2 separate regions of the Sus scrofa genome follow, and region 1 is linked to region 2. Evidence: chromatin contacts called from public HiChIP or PLAC-seq data. All regions are on one chromosome and are shown on one strand. Each heading gives the region's core, a stretch centred on a gene start, on an enhancer-like site or on the middle of the called end of the contact. The rest is flanking DNA. Distances are from core to core; before and after follow the strand shown. Region 1 has its middle 110 kb from the start of ZNF330. Region 2 has its middle 47 kb from the start of IL15.

Region 1 (4,564 bases), core at 66-2,565, 300 kb after region 2:
GTCTATAAATATATACCTATTATGTTTTGATAATGTAAAACTTCCTGATATCCACCAATTAAGGAAGGACAGTTATATTTAGAGTATTTATGAGGTATAACTTTATTACTCTTTTGCATAGGAAATAATATGAAAGTAATAGAAACCGTGTGGCTAAGTAGAGTTCCTTCAAGAAAGTGTTTTGATAAAGTTTGATTATTAGCATACAACCAGAATATCTATCGTTATATCTCTCTTAGGAGAGTTAAAACTTGTATTCCAATCACATTTTAAAATGCTAATTAGCTTAATTATACTCTTGATTTCCGTACTGTGACAAATTGAGATTTCTATAAAAAACAGAAAACTTCCAAAATATCTGAGTCTGAAATATAGGGTTCATCATTTCTACTTAATCATTAGCACTTGTACCTGATTCACCTCTATTTTCCATGGAGATGAAATTCTGATTTTCCAAACAAAACAGAATAAAGCAGTTTATCTCAAGGTCAACATTGTTACAATAAAGTATACTCCAGCAGACTTCACAAACCCCTGCACAATTCTATGAGTCCTATGTTTATATTCATCCCTTAAGCAAAAACAAAGAAACCAAAGAAACCTTCTTTAGTTATTAAAGATTCCTTGAAGTATCGGAAGCAAACAGATTGAGGTCAGTCTCTAAATCCTATGCTGGCCACACACAACCATGTCAATCCAGAAAAAGGAAAGAGTGAATTATTTCTACAAATTGCTGACATCTCTCACTGCAGGGAAGAATTCAAATCTTCCCTGAACAATCCCCTTATTTTAATTGCAGATAGGGATTTCCAGTGCTGTGGTTTACTGGGAAGAAACACAGAACTTGAAGTTGGGAGGTGGGAAAACACTGATGCTTTCACTTCCTCCTTTGTGGTCATTTTTTTAACCATTGAGTTGGCTTCCTGCTCCTCCTTCTTAATCACTTTTTTTTTTTTTTTTGCTTTTTAGTGCCAAACCTGCGACATATGGAGGTTCCCAGACTAGAGGTCAAATCAGAGCTACAGCTACCAGCCTACACCACAGCCACAGAAATGTCAGATCCTACACCACAGCCACAGAAATGCCACGTCTGCCAACTACACCACAGCTCACAGCAATGCCAGATCCTTAACCCACTCAGCGAGGCCAGGGATCAAACCCACAACCTCGGTTCCTAATCGGATTTGTTTCTACTGTGCCACAACAGGAGCTCCCATCACTTATCTTAAACCCCAACCTTCTCTATCTTATTTTCTCCTCCTCCTGCACCCCACATACACACAAAACTATTTCACAAGTTTAGTTTCACAAGTTTCACAAGGACACTCTGGTTTAGTTTCCTTATTTGTTAAATGGCAGAAAAGAAGACTAGGGAATAGCCTCATCTCCCTTAATGCTGAAATAGTCTGTTTATCCAAATTTTAATATGTATATTTCATTAGATTATTTATATGCATATAATATATACTATAAACATGTTCATAGTATATGTATTATAAAATATGTATATTATGCATACATATAAGTGTGTTTTTAGATAATTAAAAAAAGAGTTAAAAGTGATTTTAAGAGTAAAGTTTGGAATTATATGTCCAAGAGGAAAAGAAAGTTCAGAATAATACCAGAATGCTTATATGAAATGTTGTAAGTGGAAGGTTGAATACTATGTTTTTAACGTAAGATTTGGGGGAAAATCAAATTCTATATAGGTAGCTAAAAAAGGACAGTATTTGAAGTAAATGATAAATGGAAGCAAGTGGGTAGGATGATGGCTGGAAATGTAGAGCAGTCACAATCATGCCATGTAGTAATTCCAAAAAATTGTCAAAAATGTATGAGTTAAAAAAGTATAGAATGCTGAAAACAGTAAGATTCCTTTAGTTGAAAAAAAGGATGTACAGTGGGAAAGAAAATGATTTGTTGGGTCTGAGTAGTAGATGTTAAAGTTGCATCATTGGACAAAGGCTGATGGGTAAAAATAGAAGATGAGAAAGATTGACCGTATTGACAGAAAACAACCCCTAACACAATAACTTAGAAAACTGAGAGAGGAAGGAGATTTATAAGAAAAATAATGAGGGCGTTCCCATCGTGGCTCAGTGGTTAACAAACCTGACTGGCATCCATGAGGATACAGGTTCAATCCCTGGCCTTGCTCAACGGGTTAAGGATCTGGCGTTGCCATGATATGTAGTGTAGGTCACAGACACCGCTCGGATCCCACGTTGCTGTGGCCCTGGCGTTAGGCTGGCGGTTACAGCTCTGATTGGACCTCTAGCCTGGGAACCTCTATGTGCCGCAGGTGTGCCCCTAAAAAAGAGAGAAAGACAAAAAGAAAGAAAAATAATGAGTTAAAATTCTGTCTTTTTATGGAAACGCAACAATGGGAGGAAAAAGTATGTATACATGTATGTGTAACTTGGTTTCCATGCTGTACAGCGGAAAAAATAAAAAATAATAAAAAAGTTCTGTCTGTTTTTTCTCTAAGTTTCCATCTTTACCATGTATTTTAAGTAGCCCTCTTTAAATAAAACCTAACCTAGCAGGAAATGGTAACAAAGTACCAAAGCTTCTCAGGGATTCCTTAACTTGTTGAAACAGCACCCAATCTCTGCCTTCATTTTCCCATGTGCATGTGCCTGTGTAGAAACTTCCCCTTTTTCTAAGGACACCAGTCATGGTGGATTAGGGCCCCACCTAATGGAAATGGTAACAAAGTACCAAAGCTTCTCAGGGATTCCTTAACTTGTTGAAACAGCACCTGATCTCTGCCTTCATTTTCCCATGTGCATGTGTCTGTGTAGAAACTTCCCCTTTTTCTAAGGACACCAGTCATGGTGGATTAGGGCCCCACCTAATGACCTCATCTTAACCAAGTGAAGCTACAATGACCCTCTTTCCAGAGAAAGTCACATTCTGAGTATTAGAACTTCCACACATGAGTTCTGGGGATTAGAACCTCCCCATGTGAATCTGGGGAAAGAGGAGACCCAATTCAAGACCTAACAGGGTGAGAGAATCAGCCACTCCCTCGCTATTGCTAGAGCTTCTCAAAGCAGCCACTCAATTATTTTCAGGAGAAAAAAAAAAAAAAAGTGAGGTATTGAGTACAAATGTTCTGTACCTGTCATTGTACCTATACAGAGTTTACAAACCACCCGGGGGTCAGCTTGGTGGCACGGACCAGATAACCCCATCCTAAAGCAGCACTATGGAGAATTTGGGTCAGATAGTTATTTTCATGCGGCCTGTCCTGCATACTCCAGGACACTTAACAATGTCTGGTTTTTACCTACAAGATGCCAGTAGCACTGCCTCCTCCCCAGTAGGGCAATCTGAAATGTCTCCAAACATCTCCAGTGTCCCCTGGGAAGCAAATATCAAGCTTTTGAGAACCACTGTCCAAAGGGAAAATGACAAAGTATTCAAAAAAAAAAAAAAAAAGAGTTACATGAGTTACATGTCCAGCTAAGGTTTATAAGGAAAGAAGGATAAGGATGAGGATAAGTTGTCATGGAAAAAATTGAGAAAGTTAATGTAGCCAGATATTACATTTGGGTGGTTAACTTCAATATGAATTGTGTTTGTTGTATAAAAAGTGTGTCTGTCTTATGTTGGTGCATCACTTAACATATTTTAATCATTGTAGAAAACAGGATTCTCCAGGCTGACATCTGTTTTGATCAGTCAATACCTATGTTGAACCTATTATTAAATATTGTAAGCTCTGTGTGTGTGCATGTGTGTGTATTTTTAACACTATGTCTTAATCCAGAATTCAATGAAGAAATCCCCTTTCTGCAACTAAGTGTTCTCTTGTAACAGAAAATTAGAACATTTGGAAGGGAAAAGAGCAATCCAAGTGAATCCCAGTAAGGAATAACTAAACAAGTCCACATCCCCCTGGGAGTAACACATATTATAGATTGTACACAGTGTATAAGACCATGGGTACCATAGACAATTCAAGTAGCAAAAGAGAATATATAATAGAATCCCTTTTGAAGTAGTTCCATGGGGGGGAGGAATCTGTAATAACATACATAACACTTCTCAGGAGATGGATGATTTTTCATTTTTAAATCCCATATTTCATAATGTTTTAGGAGTTATTTTTTAAGTCTGTGTTTCTTTTGAAATCAGAAAAAAAAAAAAAGTTTAATTAAAGCTTGGCCAGAAGTCTCAGGGTTGCACCATCCACATGCAAAGAGAAGTCATCAGGAGATGCAGGGCTAAGGAAAGAGGCCAGGAGAAGTAGGAAATTCCTCACATGACTTGATGCTAACATTTAGTGGTGGAATGTAATAGCAGTAGCTTTGGAAAAGAGAAAAAAGATGTATCGATAAAGCTGTCAGTGCTTGAAAACAACCGGGGAAAGAAAGTAGCTCAGAGGCTTGGCTAGGAATGAAGTGAGGAAAACCTTGTCAGGAGGCAACCAAAACAAGTCAAATCAACTTTCCCCTGTGCCAGCAACCTCGGTCACACAATAAATCAAACTGAGCCTGGCCTGTCACGCTAAAGTCAACCACCGAATCAACTATCAATTGAAGTCACAGAGTTAAGC
Region 2 (4,251 bases), core at 720-3,219:
AACACTGGATCCTCGGCCCACTGAGCAAGGCCAGGGATCAAACCTGCAACCTCATGGTTCCTAGTTGGATTCGTTAACCACTGCACCACGATGGGAACTCCAACACATTCCTTTTCTTTAAGCCCTTGTCCTACATGCAACCATTTCACCCATTTTAATTCCTTCTAACCCAGGTTTTTATCATTTAACCCCTACAATTTGTCACAATTACCTACATTTTATTTTATTGTTTTTATATCGCTCTTATTTTATTTTTACTTTAAGAAACTAATTAGAAAGCGAGTTCCCATTGTGGCTCAGAGGATTATGAACCAGACTAGTATCCATGAGGATGTAGGGTCAATCCCTGGCCTCGCTCAGTGGGTTAAGAATCTCACGTTGCTGTGGGTATGGCATAGGCTGGCAGCTGCAGCACCGATTTGACCCCTCACCTGGGAACTTCCGTATGCTGCAGGTGCGGCCCTAAAAAGCAACTTCATATATATATATATATATACACATATATATATATATATATGAAGTTAAAAAAGTAATGGAAATACATAGTATAAAATCCAAAAGATACAAAAGAGTATCAAGTAAAACCCTAAGTCTTCTGCTGCCTCTGTTCTCTGCCTCGCATCCACCACCTGCCTTCTCAGAGACAACACCTATTTCTTGCACAGTCTTCCAGAAGGAGTCTATGTATAGACAAGCATAAATATATGTTTTCAAACACAGGACAGCATATTCAACAAAACGTTTTGCACCATCCTCTTTTCACTCAAAAGAGATTATTTTATATAAATCTCTAGAGTTCTACTTCAGAGATTATTTTATGCCTCAGAGATTATTTTATATAAATCTCTATAGTTCTACCTCAGAGATTATTTTATATAAACCTTATAGTTCTACCTCAGAGATTATTTTATATAAATCTATATAGTGCTACCTCATTTTTTTGAAGACTAACATTAAAAGACCTCATTCTTTTACAGAACAAAGTATGTTTGTAACAGTGGTTATGAGAGTTATGAGACTAAGCTCTGAATTCCAATCCCAGATCCATATTCCCCTCGGCAAGTTCCTTATCTCTGTGTGCCTCCGTTTCCTCATCTACAAAAGGTGGATGATGCTCATTTGAGCTCAACCGGTTTATTGGGAGGAAATAAAATGACCCAAACAAATAAAGCACTTGAAATGGTGTCTAATACATAGTAAGCACTCACCATTTTTCTGTTATTATTTATCCAGTTCCCTACTGAAAAGCATTATTTCCAATATTTAGTGTCACACATAATTCTACATGAAATATCCTATTTAAAGTCATTCTGCACTTATGCAAGAATATCTAAAAATAGAATAAAGTAGGATAATTTCTGAAAGTAGAAATTTCTAGGTCAGATGAAACAGTCATTTTATATATTTGTACGTATTGCCAAGCTACCCTCCATTCAGACTACGATAATTTATTCTCTACCACCAGTGGTATGAGAATGCCTTTTTTCTCTCACCCTTGCCAGTGTGATGGTTAAAATGATATTGCAGCATAATTCTAACTTCAATTACCTTTTTATGTTAAGCATTTTTTCATATGTTTAAGAGGGAGTCTTTCGCATTTCCGTTTCTCTTTTTTTTAGGATCAATTCATTCACATAATTGCCCCATTTTTTCCGTTCCTTTCCTTCATTTAACTCTCACATTTTTGTTAAAGCGTAAGTGGTCATTGCAGAACCTCTGACTCACTTCCCCTTCAACTGAAATTGCAACCTCTGCCTCTATTTTGCTCAAAAGTTGCTCCCTGGAGGTCACCAGTGTCCTAATTTCTCCACTGAATCGTGTCTTCTCAGTCAGAATTCTCACTCTTTTTCTGCAGTTTTGACTGCTCTGGCCCACCCTCCTTTCAGGGGGGCTTCAAGGGGCTTCCGGGTCACATACCTCTGCTTCTCCTCGGAGCTCTTCCCCTGCTTTCCAGTTTTCTGAGGGGGACCACGTGGGTCACCTGCCAGTTAAACTAAGGTCCCCATATAATTTACCATCCAAACAAAGATACTTTTTAACCAAAAGAGGTGCTCTTAGTAATAATTCCAGGACAATCATTCCAGAAGAATTTTTTTTTACTACGGGGAAATATGCTGACTCTAATCTAACCATTTTTGTCAACTGTTTTCTTCCTTCTCAAGTGTCCACAACTTTCTTTTATAAATTAGTTTCTATTATAGTCAATTTACAATGTTCTGTCAATTTCTACTGTACAGCAAAGTGACCCAGTTATACATACATATACATTCTCTTTTTTTTTCTTTCTTTTTTTTTTTTTGAGGGCCACACCCACGGCATATGGAGGCTCCCAGGCTAGGGATCTAATTGGAACTGCAGCTGCCAGCCTTCGCCACAGCCACAGCAACACCAGATCCAAGCTGTGTCTGTGACCTACACCACAGCTCAAGGCAATGCCAGATCCTTAACCCACAGAGCCAAGCAAAGGATCGAACCCACAACCTCATGGTTCCTAGTCGGATTCATTTCCGCTGCACCACGACGGGACCTCCTACATTCTTTTTCTCACATTATCCTCCATCGTTTTCCATCGCAAGGGATTAGACAGAGTTCCCTATGCTATACAGCAGGCTCTCATTGCTTAGCTTTGGTAATTGAGCTTTGCCGTTTATTTTTAGGAGCTGCAGTCTGCTAAGATGAGGTGAGTAGAATGAATTCATCCAGTATCTTGCTTCCTGGTTGTACCTTCAGTCAAATATTAAATCACTTGGAATTTTAAGAAATGTTCTCCAAATAATTCTGAAGGTATCAGAGATGGTGTATTACCAGAGAGGACAGCACACCTATGTCTGAAACAGTGACGCAGTAGCTACAGGGTCGACTTCAGATAAAACATGTGGTCAGGGAAGATGAGGGGAGCTCTTAAAATTGGATACTCATGGGAATCCTAGAAGCTCATTGTGACCACGTCTTTCCAAGAGCTGATATGTTTAATTTTAAGCCACCTGAAGATTCTGATGTTGTGCTTGCTCATCTGTGAAAACCACTGCCGTTGTTTTAAATTTTTTTGAACCAAAACACTGGAAGGGATTCCCTGTCTACGCAAACAAGGAGACATTGCTGGAACGGGTGGTAGAAGGTGGACCTCTCACTGGCTGCAGCACCGTGGCATTGAACTCCTCTCAAAAGGGAGGCAGCCTGCCCACCCTCCACACCTGTGAACCATGTGACTGCTGGATCGGTTTCATGTAGGCTGGACTGGAGCGGCACCAACCAGTCTCTTCTTCATCTCTTGCTACATCCACAAGTCAGTCTGGTTTATAGGGACAAGCTTGTGTTCTTTGTGTAGCTCATAAAAAAGATTTTTGTGCCTAGAGGAAGAATGGTGTGATATAAAGGCTGCGTTTGTGGATGGGAATACAGAATATTGAAAGTAATTCGCCCTTATAAGTCTTATGTGGGGTCAACATAAGACTTTTGGCTACAAGCTAGTTTCTTCACCCTAATAAAATCCTCCATAGACACCCACCTAAAGGCAGGAAAGTTCAGAGGAAATAAATGGAGACAGAGGACATAAACCTTTAAATACAAATTTGATTGTCTCAAGATGGAAGGCCATGTCCCTCTACAGTCTGGTATATATCAAAATTCTCATTTAATTCATATTGATGAGAATCTCCCAGACATCAGGTACGTGGACTTGCCAGAAGATCAACAAAGTGGGGTCTGGAAATTATAACAGAGAAGAACAAACCTGACTCCATATTGAATCTATTCATTTAACTCTAACCCTTGTGCTCTGTGGCCTGTGCTTAGTCATCCTGGCTTTGCACCTTTGTGCCTATATCCTGAAATATACAGAATAGTCTGTTCTCAAGGCTCTGACATTTAAAGGTATAATTCTTTTCCATTCCTATAGAGACAAAAGTTTGCAGAACAGGAAGTAACAATTATCTCATCAGAGGTTTATAGGAACAAAGTGACCAGACCTTGTGGACTGTTGCAAGAGCAAAGGATTCCTGCACCAAGAAGTTTGTAATAACCAGTCACAATACTTCCCCTTTTAGTATAAAAGAAGCCTTGAACTCTAATGCTGGTAAGATGGTTCTTTGGAACCCTAGCCCACCATCTTCTCAGTCTGTGGGCTTTCCAAATACAGTTGCTATTCCTTGTCCTAACACCTCATCTCTTGATGTATTGGCCTATCATGTGGCAAGCAGCATGAGCTTGGAAGCAGTGACAAAATGAGAGAGCTGAGAAGTTTATTTGAAG

What was found. HiChIP or PLAC-seq counts read pairs in DNA pulled down with a chosen protein or histone mark.
Region 1: an H3K27ac HiChIP or PLAC-seq map of alveolar macrophages shows a contact between it and region 2. The contact joins two enhancer-like sites. A contact is called at or near these places in 10 of 47 Hi-C or Micro-C datasets (alveolar macrophages, epiblast stem cells, fetal liver and 6 more) and 2 of 2 datasets of contacts at active chromatin or transcription factors (alveolar macrophages and skeletal muscle).

The regions. Positions count from the first base shown.
Region 1 is chr8:85,927,401-85,931,964 of Sscrofa11.1, forward strand. No RefSeq gene overlaps it. Among named protein-coding and RNA genes, the nearest start is that of ZNF330, 110 kb to the right of the region's middle. Within about 2 kb of position 1,316, at least 3 of the 83 cell types and tissues checked have an H3K27ac peak or open chromatin away from gene starts, as enhancers often do. A contact at or near this core is called in alveolar macrophages and retroperitoneal adipose tissue, where this site is marked.
Region 2 is chr8:85,629,187-85,633,437 of Sscrofa11.1, forward strand. No RefSeq gene overlaps it. Among named protein-coding and RNA genes, the nearest start is that of IL15, 47 kb to the right of the region's middle. Within about 2 kb of position 1,970, at least 3 of the 83 cell types and tissues checked have an H3K27ac peak or open chromatin away from gene starts, as enhancers often do. A contact at or near this core is called in alveolar macrophages and retroperitoneal adipose tissue, where this site is marked.